Regions from separate parts of the Mus musculus genome. Here region 2 is linked to region 1. Evidence: chromatin contacts called from public HiChIP or PLAC-seq data. All regions are on one chromosome and are shown on one strand. Each heading gives the region's core, a stretch centred on a gene start, on an enhancer-like site or on the middle of the called end of the contact. The rest is flanking DNA. Distances are from core to core; before and after follow the strand shown.

The links. HiChIP or PLAC-seq counts read pairs in DNA pulled down with a chosen protein or histone mark.
Region 2: an H3K4me3 HiChIP or PLAC-seq map of bone marrow-derived macrophages shows a contact between it and region 1, with 4 times the contacts expected there. The contact joins two enhancer-like sites. A contact is called at or near these places in 2 of 115 datasets of contacts at active chromatin or transcription factors (bone marrow-derived macrophages and large pre-B cells).

Annotation. Positions count from the first base shown.
Region 1 is chr10:13,682,156-13,686,551 of GRCm38.p6, reverse strand. The region is part of intron 4 of Aig1 (androgen-induced 1); the gene reads left to right. Among named protein-coding and RNA genes, the nearest start is that of Pex3, 130 kb to the right of the region's middle. Within about 2 kb of position 1,886, at least 26 of the 459 cell types and tissues checked have an H3K27ac peak or open chromatin away from gene starts, as enhancers often do. A contact at or near this core is called in bone marrow-derived macrophages, where this site is marked.
Region 2 is chr10:14,083,793-14,088,188 of GRCm38.p6, reverse strand. The region is part of intron 2 of Hivep2 (human immunodeficiency virus type I enhancer binding protein 2); the gene reads right to left. Among named protein-coding and RNA genes, the nearest start is that of Gm51759, 41 kb to the left of the region's middle. Within about 2 kb of position 1,883, at least 164 of the 459 cell types and tissues checked have an H3K27ac peak or open chromatin away from gene starts, as enhancers often do. A contact at or near this core is called in bone marrow-derived macrophages, where this site is marked.

The sequences.
Region 1 (4,396 bases), core at 637-3,136:
GCCCTTGCTACTTGACTATGAGTTCTGTGGAGCCTCCTGAGAAGGAGGTACCTCTCCATACTCATAAAGGCAAGCACTGGAGAATCCTTGGTGACTGTTGATGCTGAGGCTGGAATGTGGTCTCAGGACCTTCTGTATGCCTCACAGCTGAGCCGGGAGGGATACAGCAAGTAAGGGAGGGGCAGCCGTGGGACAGGCCACTGTCCTTCCGTTTCTGTCCTGAAATAGATAAGCTGCAGAGGAAACTGCTTTACCAGAGGGAAGTCTGGCACTGAGGTATCTCCATGGCCCAATGACAAGTGAAACTTTGAGACAAGAATTTTCCAAGAGCAAGCAACCGAGTATGTACTGCCATAGTCAGAGGTCACGGGAACTTTGGTTTTTGCCTCCTCTAAAATGGGAACAAACATCTGCCTCTCAGAGTTGTGGAGACTAATGAACTCATAAGAAGAGTCCCTCATGAAAGTCTTTCATCTCTCTAAGCAGGAAAAATAAAAAGAATCCTGCATGTCTGCAGAGTCTCTTTCTCTTTCCCAAACAGCGTTTTTATTTTCATTCTATGTCCTGTTCTCATGGGCCTTGCTCCTCTTTCATGGTGATTGTCTCTCTGAATTCTCTATTGAGAATGTTGAAAGCATTTTTTTTTTTTTCTGAAACGTTCCTATGGTTCACGTATTAAGTTATTTCCAGAGCTCAGCTCTCCCTTGGGAGCCGAGAATGTCATTGCTTTCCCATTATCCCAATCTGCTCATTTTTTTTCACAAGTGCTTTGCCGAAAAAGCATTGTTTTCTTGGATTCTAACAAGAAGCCTGTGTGGACAACTGAGAATTTCCCACCTGACGGTGATTTGCCCCGGGTCCCTCACAGTGTTCACCAGTGTGCGGGTCACATGAGTTCCTTAGCTCTGCACGTGAACTAAGAAGGCCTGAGCATACTGTCCATGCCAATCCCCAGTACTGATTGTTCAGTTCCATCCTCTCCCACCCAAAAGGGCTGGTTCTCAGTTGCTCTCCGTGTCCCTGGAGAGCTAAGAATTAGAGGCGCTGTTGACCTTGCCTGCTCACAGATAACTTTCCCTGTGAGCCTTCCTCAGCCTCTCAGCTCCCTCCAACCATCCTGTCACTAAGGTTGCTTTCCCCTTGGCTTTCGGAATCACTGACTGAGTGGATGCTGCCGTCTCTTTGATGCAACCTGCATCTCTGTCTACCCCTCTCCCTCATTCCCCTTATGCCTTTCACCTTTTATTTCAGGACAAGGAAGGGATCTAACTGGCCACCTCTGCAAACATTTTTTTTAGTGCCCATTTTCTCCTCCCCGGCAGGGAGTCTCCAAACCTGTGCTCAGCACATACCCCCTCCACCCAAACTACTCTGTAACCTTCCACTGATGACCTCATTCCTTGATGACTTTAGTCTCCCTTCTAGACGCTTCCAGTCAATATCTGAACCCATTTCTTGACTCTGCCTTACAAACACTGCTCTTGTACGAACAGTCCCTGGGCACCTACCTGCTGCCCAGTGTGTCACAGCTGAGCTGCTCTCACGACTTCCCTACACCATATTGTATCCATTCTCACATTCATGTTTAAAAGTCAGGACACAGGGCCTGGAGAGATGGCTCAGCGGTTAAGAGCACGAACTGTTGTTCCAGAGGTCCTGAGTTCAATTCCCAGCAACCACATGGTGGCTCACAACCATCCATAATGGGATCTGATGCCCTCTTCTGGTGTGTCTGAAGAGAGCAAAAGTGTACTTATGCATAAAATAAATAAATAAATCTTTAAAAGGAAAAAAAAAAACAGTCAGGACACTGTACTGTTTGGAGAATGAACTCCTGACTCTGACTGGCTGAGCCTGAGTCATGTTCCTAATGTATGACTTGGGATAGTCATGTGACCCCTCTCTGTCTCATTCTTCTTATCTGTAGACTAGATGATTAATAGTACCCATCACCCTCAAAAGACTGTTGGATCACTATGATAATATTAATGTTCAGCTTTGCATATGCCCAGAGTACATATTGTTACTATTATTAGCCCACCTCAGTGTGGCTTAACTGTTCATTAGCAAAACCTGTACAGATGTCACAAGACATCACCAGTGACTTTTGTTCATTGAAGTTGCACATGCTTTGTAGGATCTCTATTGTTGCATTATCCCTACTTTTCAAAACACCGTCTTCCTGTAACTTCAGGACTCTTGTCAGTCTTCCCACGAATATCTCCCATGTCCGAGGATCATGGCAATCTCTCTTAGTTTCTTTGTGGTCTTTTTCCATCTACACAAAACCCCATATTGGAGTTCTTCAGTGCCCAGTGCCAGCTCCTTCACTCTCCCTGAGTCATCCCGTCTCTTCTGTGATCATCAGTTCAGAAACTCTCCTAAGCATATGTTATATCTACTCATTTAGCAATTACAAAACCGCCTCTGGCCATACCTAAATTCCCTATCCCATGCACCAACTTGCACCCCCTCCCCCAGCCCCAACATCATCAGCCATCCATTACTCATACCAGAAACACACCAGACATCCTGAAGTCATCTTTCCGGTGTCAACAACAGGCCACCAGTTGCTCAGACTTGTGCTTCCGAGGCATCTTCAGAAGCTTCACACTTCACTCTGCCTCCGGGGTTCAAACTATGATCCGAGCTCCAGAAGTGTCGCCTGAGCTATAGCATGAAGCTCCCACCCCCTGCCATCCCCCTGTCTGTCCACAGACGGTTTTTTAAAAAAATGATCTGAGTGTATAGACATCTCTTTGCCTCTATGGATTGAGTCCAAAATTCCTTACACCCTTTAGGCTACTCTTCATTACCTGGCCCTGCTGACGCTCTGGCCTCCTCCTCCTCTTCTTCCTCTTCTTCCTCCTCCCCCTCCTCCCCCCCTCCTCTTTCCTTAGTTCTCCAGCCACAATACTATCCACCTGCAGCCACTCTGTCAATCACAGTAAGTGCCCCTCATCTCTGAAGCTTTCCCTTGCTCCATATTCCATGGAGCTCACTTCTCCCAATGTAGGTCTGCCGTTGTCACCCGTCGATCAGGCTCCAATCCCTGCATCTTGTTTTCAGGGAGCTTTCCTTCTCTCATGCCCCTTATTTGGTTCAGTTTTTCTGTGGGGCATTATTGTCAGCTTTTTTGCAATTCCATCAGGGGACTTCAAAACTAGCTAGAGTCATGGGGTCTTGATTTTTGTTTCAATACTTGTTCTCAAAGTCCCCTCCCTTCGCTGTCCAGAGTAAAAATCTGTACCTGAAACCTTAAAGAAAATAGACACCCTCCTGTCTACAGGTCCTAAGTGTTGATAATCTTTAGACATGGCAACAGTCAGAATAGTACAGAAAATAGGCTTACATTAGCTTAGTGAGAGAAATCGCGATGCATGTGTGTGTTACATGAAAGTAAAGTTTGGAAACTGAATACACACATGATATATATATATATATATATATATATATATATATATATATATATATATATATATATATATGATATCAGATACTTTGCTCAATAGTAGCCACGTAAAGTGTCTACAATGTCCCCGCTATCCATTTCTCTGAGATTGAATTTCAGCTTTATTGTCCCTTTTCCCACCTGCCTGATTTACTTAAATTGCCAACAGAAACTCCTAAACTTCCAGAAGAAACCCCAAAGGCCACAATCTGCTGGAGTGACAACCCAGGCGGGAGGTGATCCAGTTTAAGCACTGGAAACATTTCAAGTAGAAGATTTTACTTACTAACAGCCTCTCGGCTTCCCTGTGGTGAGCTGCATTGGGCTTCTGAGACCAGGAGAGCACTGGAAGTCTCAGAACAGCTCCTCTAGTGGGCAGCAAGTGAGGGTTTCTGCGCCTTCCTGTACAGTGGCTCCAGGCCTGCAGAGGCTCACTATAACAGAATGGCTTCCTCAAGCAGCAATAACCTGGAGGGAGAAAGTGCTTGTCTTGTAGCACTGAGCAGTGTTGGGGCCCCAAAATAAAAAACTAATTGAAAATAAAGTCACCAATTTAAAAGAACAGATAGCTGTACCAGAATTAAGATCCACCATCAAGCTTCAATGAAATATAAAGTGGAGATGAATGAAAATAACAAGCAAAACTTGTTCTCACAAATGGATGGGACTTGAAAATATCATCCTGAGTGCTGTAACCTAGTCACAAAAGAACACACATGGTATACACTCACTGATAAGTGGATATTAGCCCTTAAGTTCAGAATATCCAAGATAGAATTCACAGACCAAATGAAGCTCAAGAAGGAAAACCAAAGAGTGAATGCTGCCCTCCTTCTTAAAAGGGGAACAAAATACTCACAGGAGGAAATATCGAGACGAAGTGTGCAGCAGAGGCTGAAGGAAAGGCCATCCAGAGACTGCTCCACCTGGGGATCCATCCCATAT
Region 2 (4,396 bases), core at 634-3,133, 400 kb before region 1:
AGGATTGGGGTCTGCTGAATGAGTCAGGCCTGAGCAGCTCAAGAGGAGGTCCTTGTGGAATGGAGCTGAAGAGTACTGCCTCTACCCTTGAAGGAAATCAACAATCCCAGAGCAAGTGGATCTGTGTGACCTTCAAAAGACATTCCGTCGTAGTAAAACGAAAGCATGAACTTACCTCTGGAGAAAACCTGAATTTTCTCCTGAGACTCAGATGGTCTATATGTTTCAGAAACCTAACAGTGCCTGCCTTTAAAGATCGCTTGGTAATTAGCCAACTGGAAAATTCTAAATAAGGTACTATGACAGTAGTGGCTAGAGCTTAACAAAAAAAAAAAAAAAAAAAAGCACACTTGGGCCCGGGTAGATAGCTCAGTGTGTAAAGTGCTTATTATACAAGCATGGGAACCTAAATTTATTCCCCAGAACTCATATAAAAAACTCACAGTGTTAGCAAAGACAGGAGACTCTCTGGAATTGCTAGTCAGTAAGTCTAAGAGAATCAGTTACACCGAAGGTCCTAACCTCGGTGGAAACCTTAACTGGAAAAAGCCAGGTAAATGGCAGTGAGAAATGAAAGATTGTCTTCGGGCTGCACATAAGCATGCACACATACATGTATACACCTCCACCCCTTCCCACAAAAACGCTTGGCTGCGGCTCGGTGGTAGAAAGCACACTTTCAGAACCCCATTCTTACTTATTTCACTTTCCCTGTAGAGTAATGCTTTGTTCATTCAGAGATGACAGGCAGTTACCATGTAGTAACAACCCCAGGGTCAGACCTAAATTCTTCCACTTCCAGCAAACGCTGGCCCCTTCCCAGCATTGTGTACAGGAAGTGCACAGTATCTTTAGTACTAAGCTGGACTTTATGTTGAGTGTGTCTTACAAAAAGAGAAATAAAACTTTACCAATAAGTGTAAGATCACTAAATTCACACTTTTCCATGTGAATGGTGAGAGCTAACATAATTTAAGAGTAAAGAATTATCTAAACCAGTAGAGGAACACCATGGGCAAAATGTGTATGTTTTAGGTACCCGGAGGAACTGCACAAAAAAAAAAAAAAAAGGTATATTAAGAAGTGACATTTAAATTAGATCTCAAAGCACAGATGAGGACATAATAGGTAGATCAAAATTATATCTATATAACTTTCATCTATCTATTCATCTGTACCTCATAATTAGATAGATAGATAGATAGATAGATAGATAGATAGATAGATAGATAGATAGATAGATAGATAATACTGATATAAATAATATAGATAGATGTATTTAATAGATGGTAATAAAGATGTACTGGGCCTGGGTTATTTGCCAGGCTATAGAGCTTGATTTTCCTCTACTGCCACCACTTGAAGGTGACACTGAAGAAGACAGCTAAAGAGACATGGCATAGTGTCCACGAGAGACCCTGCCTCAAAAAGATAAGGTGTATGTATGACACTTGAGGTTGCTTTCTGGCCTCAATGCAAACGGACACACTCATATATACAACCAGCCCCCACACATACAAGTCAAACACACATGAAAAATGCCCATGAGAGATTCCGTTTCTTCTATAAGAAAATGCATGTCTTATGTAACAAAGAAGATTAATACATTCAATTAATAATGTCATGGCTTGAGAAAGAGACACTTGCGTGGCCCTTACCCAGGTTTCTAATAAGGACAGGATGCTAACAGTGAAAGGACCATTTAGAAAGCTGATTTCCTTTCATCGTGCCTGTTAAGTGTTTACTTAATTCACATCCTGTGTGACCCTATGGGAAAATTTTTAACTACTGCTGGGGAAATCCCATAGGGTTACGCAGGATGTGAACTGGGCTTGTGCTGAACCACCTTCAGCTTGAAAAATAAACTGGACGAGGTGAGTTTCACTTTCTGTTTGTCATAAATTCCACACTCTACCTCCTAAAGTTCACATTCACAGAGCATCGGCCTCTCTGGATGGCAGGCCAACAGAAGGCCTGCGTTCTCACTGGATCTTTCAAATAAAACTTGTAGAAAGAATATTCCTGTTCTACAAGCGGCACAAGAGGCAAGTCAGTGCCGTCGATCAAAGGCAGTCAGTGGAGCACTCCCAGAATGCTCCTGCATACCTGCAGCACACACAGGCCAGCTGCGCCTTTCCAGTTCCTGTGAAGAATGCACAGCAAACCACTTCCCCTATAGAAAGAAAGAAAAAAAAAAAAAAAAAAAGCAGCCCAACTTACTTGCTGATGGAAACAGTGTCATACTTTCCACTGGCCAAGCTTGAAACCATTACTGATTTAACCTTCATTAATTTTTCCACAACGATTTGCAGAAATGTCAGGAAGCAGCTGTATGAAGACTGATTAATTATCCTTATCATGGCTACTTCGCCAGGCACTTGTACCCCCCCCCCCCACTCCTATTGATACATGTATGTGTAGAAATATCTAAATATATATTCTAGCATGAAAATGAAAGTCAGCCCTTTGTCCTCTGTTGGTTGAGATGGGTGGTATGGGATGTGTTACTCTGAAAATCTAGATTGATCTGCGCTGTCTTTCAAGGGCCCAAATCTGGATCTGGAGGCAACCCCATGAAATTTGGGACAGTAGCCATGAAGGAAAAGCTTGCTTCCTGCCGATTACTCAGATCTGTTCAAACAGACGCTAATGGATTCATGTCTTAGAGCAACACTGCATGTGTTAGTCAATCACAGAGGCTCGAATTCACTTCCGAAATGTGAATTAGAAAATCAAATGCCCTTTCTCTACTTTTTTTTTCAACTTTTCTTTCCTGCCTCATCATTTTAGATTGCAGGGTACCATCTGTCTCACCCCATCAAAGAACACGCTCTGCATGCCTGGCACAGACGAGGGAGCAGCACACCTCACAGCCCCACGTGTCAACCGCCGAGCATCGTTAAGGCAGGTTCGCCACCCAGTCTGGCCATCTGGGTGACTGGTTCAAGCAAGTTTGGCTTCTCGGGCAGCACTAATGTCAAGTAATACTCAGGAAGATAAACACTGGCAAACTTATTTTCCCTCTAAGACACAGGAATGTAGACAGAAATGTCAACGTGCACCTACTAACGCTGCCAACTAGAAAGCTTCAATAGCAAAGGCTTGTCACATCCCTGAAATACGAAGACAGTCCAAACCTGGCACCTTCCATAACAACTCCAATTTTAAGTAAGAACCTGTTTTTCCTGCCCTCATACTAAAAGGCAATAAAGTGGAACAGGCTTAGAACCAAATGACAACAGTATCTTTCAGAGAGACGGGGAGAGGCCCTCCTAAGACTACATAGACAACACCACAGACCATCCAAAGGCTCCCTTCTTACAGACACACTCATTCCGCAATCCAAAGAAACCCTGGTGTACAGCACTGATGTAATAACAAGAGGCATGCGACATCCAGGCCAGATCATGCGGATCTGGGCCAGAATATCAGCTTTGAATCATATCCCACACTCAATGAACAAATCATAGCATCAGGTGAACTACCTAACCTCTCTGTGCCTCACTTTTCTAATCTGTTAAATGGAGATAAAAGTAATGGCTCCATTAGAATTACTTGGTGCTTTAAATTGGCACCATTTACCACCTTTAAAGTGGCCACCTTTACCAGGCCATTAGGTCTGTATTTTTCAGTTGATGTTTCTGACTTAAGATTCATCTAAAAGTCAGAGAGACATAACATGGGAAGAGTTCCTGAATTCATTTAAGCAAGCTCATTGTATTTTTGAAAAGATGTGTCAACCATAAGGGAAGACATGCATAGATTTGAATATGCCCATTAAAAATGAATTAAATAATCTGGGGTTAATAACTTTTTTTATTGGTACTAGTAGGACAAGCATGTAATGATGGGTGACACTGGGGCAAGCACTCCTGAAGACTGTCACAACTCATCACTTCTGCTAGGCCTAGAAAGCGCAGGCAGGAGGAGCCATCAAGACCTGCATGGGCATGGACTTCATCATAGTCAAAGACTTCCTGATGAAGACAAAGGTGCCCATTTATTGACATGAAAATCAGGTGAAATGGCAGAAGGTCACATGGTGAAGAAAGGAAAGTTCTTTGACTTCCTCTTCTACCAGGCCCTAAGGCCTTGATGTGTTATGGTACAACATGGGTCTTTGTGTGGCCTAGGACTTCTCCATCCTCTTGCTGCCATGACCGTCTTTCTGCTCCCTCACAGACAAGAGTCAAAGAGAGAAATAAAACCATTCCTACCCTCTCCAATCAATGGATTTCTAGAAGAATCCTTTTAGTACCTATGCCAATGAGAGTATTTACTGATATGAAAGTGAACTGCGGATGCCACCAAGACTTCGGGAGAGACCCAGAAAGAACACGAAGGAGAGGGTTTGGTTCCTGTTTCTCTGAGCTCTCCTTTTTTTATAGAATAGAGT